Regions from separate parts of the Zea mays genome. Here region 2 is linked to region 1. Evidence: chromatin contacts called from public Hi-C data. All regions are on one chromosome and are shown on one strand. Each heading gives the region's core, a stretch centred on a gene start, on an enhancer-like site or on the middle of the called end of the contact. The rest is flanking DNA. Distances are from core to core; before and after follow the strand shown.

Region 1 (3,196 bases), core at 468-2,967:
CATCAGGCCTTTGCAGCTTTATGCTGATGGGGGTTACCAGCTGAGAATTAGGAGTCTTGAGGGTACCCCTAATTATGGTCCCCGACAACAGTATAACAAGTTCATAAAGATCACAAGTTCACAGACTCAAAGTTCACAATTCACAATATCCACTCGATTTAGTTGACATGACATGCTTACTCATGAAATATTTTTTCCTCACATAAAAGGTTTTTTCACAGCCTCACAGGAAAACCCTAAAATCTAGTGTGTGGAAAAGACAGACTGTCGGCTCTCTATCATTATATATTACTAATACATAACATGTGCATAGAAAATGGTGGATTCGTTTGAGAGACCAAATCGTTAATCTCAACTGCCTTCCAATACCATCTAACCCCAAAAAAATCTTAAAGCGTCCAAAAAGTATAAAAATAAGTAATCCTTATCTAGAGATGTACAGGCGATGCGAAAAAATCACATGCTGGAAAATTTCGAAAAAAATTCCGAAAAAATTCCGAGACACAATTCCGGAAATTTTCGAGACACAAATCCGGTAATTTCCGACAAAAACCGGTAACCGATGGAAACGGTCGGTAAAACATCACGCCGATTCCGATACCGATTCCGATAGAAAATTCCGAAAATCGATTCCGTTTTCGAAAAATACCGTTACCGGTGATCGAAAAATTTCGAAATCGGTTTCCGGAATTCCGAAAAATTCCGAAACCGTTTTCGTCCCTACCTAGAGCACATGCAATTGCATTCAACTAAAATTTTATAACATATGCAATCTGTCTAAAATCCTTTACATCTCTAAATAGATATACTTTTTCTTCAACCCCTAGCAATAAAGTGAATCTTGAAAAAACATCATAGAAATAAGAGGGCGGCCATTACTTTGTACTTAGTCGGGAAAGACAAAGTCGGTAGCACAGGTTGGGAGGAAGAATAAATGAGGAAGGAAAAAGAGAGGAAGGATATACACCGGACTTGTATCTCGTGCCACGCTAGACGGGATGCTTGGACAAGCATGTTATTTTGTGAAAAATCTCACATTATTTTTAGAAACAGTTTTAACTAGAATTAAAAATGAAAAATCTCTCGTGGAAACAGAAAGATTTTGGCCCAAAACAACGGACGGGCCTAATAATAGTATTTCTGAACGGTAAACAAGCTGTCGCAACATTGGCGACGAAATTCAGAAGAGAAGCGCTCTTCGACCTCACATGCTTTTTACCACTGTCTTCCCATGCACCAAACTGATGTCCAACATGGAGTATTTTTCATCAATGGAACAGGTTATTCAATACTGATCCAACCATCTTTGAATAAAAGAAGTTAACGCTAATGCCCATATCCAATTCCAATCATGGAGTCTACGACGACCGGAGGTTTTTGGCGCTAGTCAAATGCGTGCCCCTATTCGTCAGCCAGAGGTCGATCACGATAACAACCTGGCCGCAACTGCAAATTTCCTCCTTTTTATTTGTGTGTGCCAAGACAGCGGCGTCGTCCCTCGAGTTCCATCACTTGTTTATCCCCAAATCCCATCTCCAAAGAAAGGTCAGCTGTGCGTTGTGTGCCAACGAGCGTGTAGAATCGGAGAGAAATAATGGTCTCGTGATGTAACGTTAGTTCAGGCTTTTTACATGTGCGGTGGCTGATGTTGCCAAGAATCAATTCACTAGCGCTTGATGGATTTTTGATTGCAGAAAATGCAGGGAGATTACTTGGCCGATCCGTGTCCACGAGCTTCACGTATATTATATTGCCTGATATTTTTATGCCTACGCGTACGAAGTTCCTTTCCAGGAAAAAGCAAATACAGTACTATATTGGACGTCGTTTGGCTGGGAAGAAAGCAAAGAGAGAAAGGCAAATAGGCAATTAAATTTAGTTAGGTATAAGCACGTCAATTCCGTCTACGTTGTCTCAACGTAATAGGCTCTAAGCTCCTTAGTGGTTTAGGGTCATGCTGCCCCCACGCTCATGCGTTTAGTGTCCATTAGTTCTTTTATGTAGTCACCAAAAACATTACTCCCTCCGTTTCTTTTTAGTTGTCGCTAGATAGTTCAATTTTGCACTATCCAGCGACAACTAAAATGAAACGAAAGGAGTATTTTGCATTATAGACTGTACTGTTAATAGAGTGAAGTTTGAATATGAGTTTGATGATGAATAAACTTCTTAGCAAATGCTTTCCATTAGGTTGCGGCAGACCTGGAAAGAATCAACCGCTCATATATCACCCCCAATCCAAAAAAAAGATAATGCCTCCTCTCCTTCATACTTTCGACCAATCTCGTTTCAAAACTGTAGTATCAAGATCCTAAGCAAAATGCTCACAACCCGCCTCCAACATCAGATCATCGACAACATAATTGACACGAACCAAACGGGTTTCATCCGGGGGAGGTCGATCTCAGAAAGCTTCATCGATGCCCTAGAACCGGTACACAGGCCTGTCACAAAAGGAGGGCATCTGCAGTGGTGATCAAACTCAGATTTTGCAAAAGCCTTCGACACTGTCAATTAGGAAGCACTCCACAAGACCATGGCCGCACGAGCACTCCCCGGCCCCTGGTTCAAATGCAAAAAATGGCCTAAGACAAGGCGACCCCATTTCACCTTGCCCTTTCTTGCTAGTAGCTGACGCTCTTCAAGCCATGATCATGATGGATGCATGGAGGGGCCCGACATCCTCTACTAGCCATAGGATTTACAGTTTCAGAAAAGGACGGACCCAGCGAAAAACAGGAAATTTCCGAAATTCTAGTTCAAAAATCAAATAGATTTAATTTTTTTAAACAAAAAATGATATAATTTATATTAAAAATGCTACTTTCGAAAACATGTATTTTTTGAACCTCACCGAAATCAAGGAAATTTCGGAAATTTCTGTCCGAAACTGTAAACCCTAACTAGCCACCGATGAAACTGCCCCTATAATCCAATATGTGGAGGACACAGTCATCGTGACAGAGGCCTCCCTCCCCGGCGTCACATGCATGTCTCAGGCACATCCTTGATCCTTGACACCTTCGCTGAAGCAACCAGACTGTGCATCAACTATGATAAGAGCATCCTTGTCCCCATCCACATCGGGCAAGACCGATCGAGAACGTCGACATCCAAAACTCATGTCTGCTTCTGAAACTCATCCACTAGCCGACACGTTCATCCTAGATTGCCTAGGTTCAGAATAACATCGGAG
Region 2 (3,196 bases), core at 465-2,964, 150 kb after region 1:
ACATCCGTATTTGTATTCGTATTCGAAGCTATCCGTATTCGAATTCGAATCCGACTAAAAATATGAAAACAAATATGATTTCATTGATATCCGTCTGTATTCGATCCGATTACACCCCTACCTTTCTCCCTTTATTTTTTCCCGTTCTAGTGTGGTTTGAAGTCGCGATTAGCGTTAGGGTCCAAATCCCATCAATCTGACCTCTCTGAATTGGACTATTCTTTCTTCTCTTCTGTTCTTATGGATTATGATCACTAGGGATCTTCATATGACTCTGATACCATTGATAGGTTTCTAGGTTCTTAATTAGGATCTAATTGGGTCCCCTTATGTCCATCCAAAACTCGATAATAGAGGTGTTTTAACTAGATGTACTCTTTGGTAGGAGAAAGGAGGTTCTAGGAATCATACCTTCAGGGCCAAGGTTGAGAGAGACATTAGTCGTTGGGTCGGTGTAGGAGCGTCGTCATCTTATCATCTTTGATCACCCTGCACATTAGGTTTAGGTGGTAGGGCATCGTTTGGCCGGTATAGGGGATGCATTGGGCTCAATCGACGCTATAGGAAGGATGAATCCGGTCACTGAGGGCACTAAAGGTGACCGGGACCAAGGGAATGTAGCGATTAGGTTTGTGGGGCATAATGTGTTGGTTTTCGTGTCGATGCTCTGCCCTAATAAATATGATTGTGGTCGGGTGCCACAACCAGATAGGATCGAGTTACGCCCTTGATTGGCTATATTGATGTACTTAAAAATGTCTTTTATAAAGTTCAACAAAACAATACTACAATATTCTCAAATATCATTGTACCGTATTGGAACTAGAGGTGACAATAGACTCTAAATTTTACATTATACAATGTAAGGATAAGATCGAATTAGGATCGAGCCATATAAGATCCTAACAAATTGTGAAGAAATATTTAGATCGCGATCCATTACCACTCCTAATTGGGACTGTAAATAAATCTTAGTGTCAAACAGGCCCTCAGTGTTTTCCCGTGTCTTTATTTGACGGGGAGGGAACGATGCTTACTCTTCAGTAAAAACTAAGAAACGGAAAACATTATGCAGCTTTAGCGCGCGCACTCCGTCTCGGAAAGCAAAATTACAAAACAAAGATTACATCAGATGGCCCCTAGTCGCTCGCACACGGGATGTACTCACTGTGTCTGTGTGTATCGATCGACCGGAGCACCCTAACAACTTCGCTCAGCACAGCCACAGGTTCGCAGGCGCCGTCCATACCTACCAGCTCAGCCAGCGCCTCGATCTTTCTCGCAAAGCCCTCTTGGCAGAAGGACGCGTCGAAGCTATCCGCCTCGTCTCCGGACTCCTCCTCTGCCGCCTCCGAACCAGACGTGCCTGCGCCAGACACGGCGTCTGCGTCAGCGCCGGTGGTTTCCGCATGAACGCTCCGGGCCATCACCGCGCCTGACTGGATCATTGGCCGGCTCGTTGCGAGGTCGTCTTCGGCGCCAGATCGCCGTGTCCGGTGATGCGCCTCCAGGGCCGCCATGGCCGGGGCGTCAGGCGGAACGCCGGCTGCCGGGGGTGGTGGACCGAGGCGTCGTCGGAGGCCCCCGCCGGAGAGGTCCAAGACGATGTACCGCGGCTGCACCTGCGCCACGGCGAGCTCCATTTCTGCTGCTGCTCTGTTCGGCTGTGTCTCTACAGAAGCTTAGGACTGTGTGTTCTAGCTTCTACAAGGAAAAGAAATTTTTTTATAAAAAAAAGAATACAGGGTGTGAGTGTAAAGTATCGGCTAGGAAGGGGAAGAAATCATTGCGGGGAGGGGAGAGGATAGGTGGTTTGCCTGTCTATCAGCGTGTAGGAGACTAGGGCCTTGGATTTGTGTGGGTGGAGTGCAGAGGATCTGTGTAATGCGAAGCTAACAGCACCCTTAATCCCCTTATAAATAGAGCTAGCGCTAGACTGCTAGTCTCGAACGAATGATGATTTGACTTGCAGATAGTAAAAGAAGCATTCGCCATTTTCGATCGGAACACGAACGCTGAGGTTGAGGTCCGGCGACCCGCTTTTGGACGAACCGGCCGGTAAAAGTTGTGTCAGGAGGATGCTTCCGGCAAACATGCTCCCTGTCATGAGGCTTTCCGCTTGAACTTGGCCCTACCACAAACACCCAGCAGACGAACACTCCTGAATTCCTTTGGGAAGGGTGTTGCGGCAACAGCGTTCGGCGCTGTGTTTTTATACAATACTAGTACTGCAATCGGTTCTGTTTTCGCTTAAACCATCTGTGCAATGATGATGATGGCGATCAGTGGAAGGCGTGCATGGGGCCAGTCGGCGGAAAGTACAGGGCGGCTCGCGTTTACCGAGGCAATTGCCTGCACGTCGCCCCACTTTGGCTACGTGCATGAAGCCTGGTTCGGACTTCGGAGTTGTGCGTGCACACGACCGGGAGTAGTGCGCGCGTGCGCCGCCGGGGATAAGCTGAGAACAGGGCGTGACATTGGCTTTAAATTTTACGCTATAAAATTTAATGATTAGGTAAGGTTAAAATCAAGTTATATTTCTATTTATTTTTTAAACTAGAATTTATTTAGTACTCTACTATTTTGTGAAAAAGCATTTAAATTATGATCTATTACCACTCCTAGCTCGAAGAGTAGTGGGCTCGTCTGATTTTTTTTATTTTTTTTCCTTCAAAATATTAAGTTTACATTGTTTTAACTATTATTGTATTTGTACTTTGAGGATCGGTATTATGACCTATCACGTCAAGATTGCATGGCTCAATGTTACAGGTTATAATATCGAGATATTACGTCACAAGGACGTCATTGTAACCCTAACGTGGTGTCGAGGTCAGTATCACAAATCTTGTTGCCGTTCACGAGGCCAATTCCGCCACTATTTTGATCCGAGTTCTCTCATTTCCTCTTGTAGTTATGTAGTTCCCCTCATCTTGACACCATCTCATCAACATTACCTCCCTCCTCGATATTGTTAGTAACACATGAAGCAATCCATCACTCCTTTATTCATCACTTTGTTTGCTTTTCTTCAAGTTTCCTCTAGTGTCTATGTTTCTTACAATATACTCTCTCTTATTGTTCGCACGGTATGTGTGATAGTGAGATCTGAGGACCTAACTCAAGACCAAACCCCACAAGGTTTAGTTGATTGATTAGCAAGAGTCAGGGGTGTATCAATCAACACTTAGTGTAT

The links. Hi-C and Micro-C count contacts between places; a contact is called where the count stands out from the background.
Region 2: a contact with region 1 is called in a Hi-C map of leaf, with 4 times the contacts expected there. The contact joins the promoter of LOC100274848 here to the enhancer-like site in region 1. A contact is called at or near these places in 4 of 25 Hi-C or Micro-C datasets (ear, endosperm, leaf and 1 more).

Annotation. Positions count from the first base shown.
Region 1 is chr8:154,556,319-154,559,514 of Zm-B73-REFERENCE-NAM-5.0, forward strand. No RefSeq gene overlaps it. Among protein-coding and RNA genes, the nearest start is that of LOC103636171, 40 kb to the left of the region's middle. Within about 2 kb of position 1,718, at least 9 of the 20 cell types and tissues checked have an H3K27ac peak or open chromatin away from gene starts, as enhancers often do. A contact at or near this core is called in leaf, where this site is marked.
Region 2 is chr8:154,705,535-154,708,730 of Zm-B73-REFERENCE-NAM-5.0, forward strand. It overlaps LOC100274848, which reads right to left and starts at 1,715. Exons shown (of 1, transcript NM_001374279.1): 1 at 901-1,715. The coding sequence starts at 1,643. The coding sequence ends at 1,140.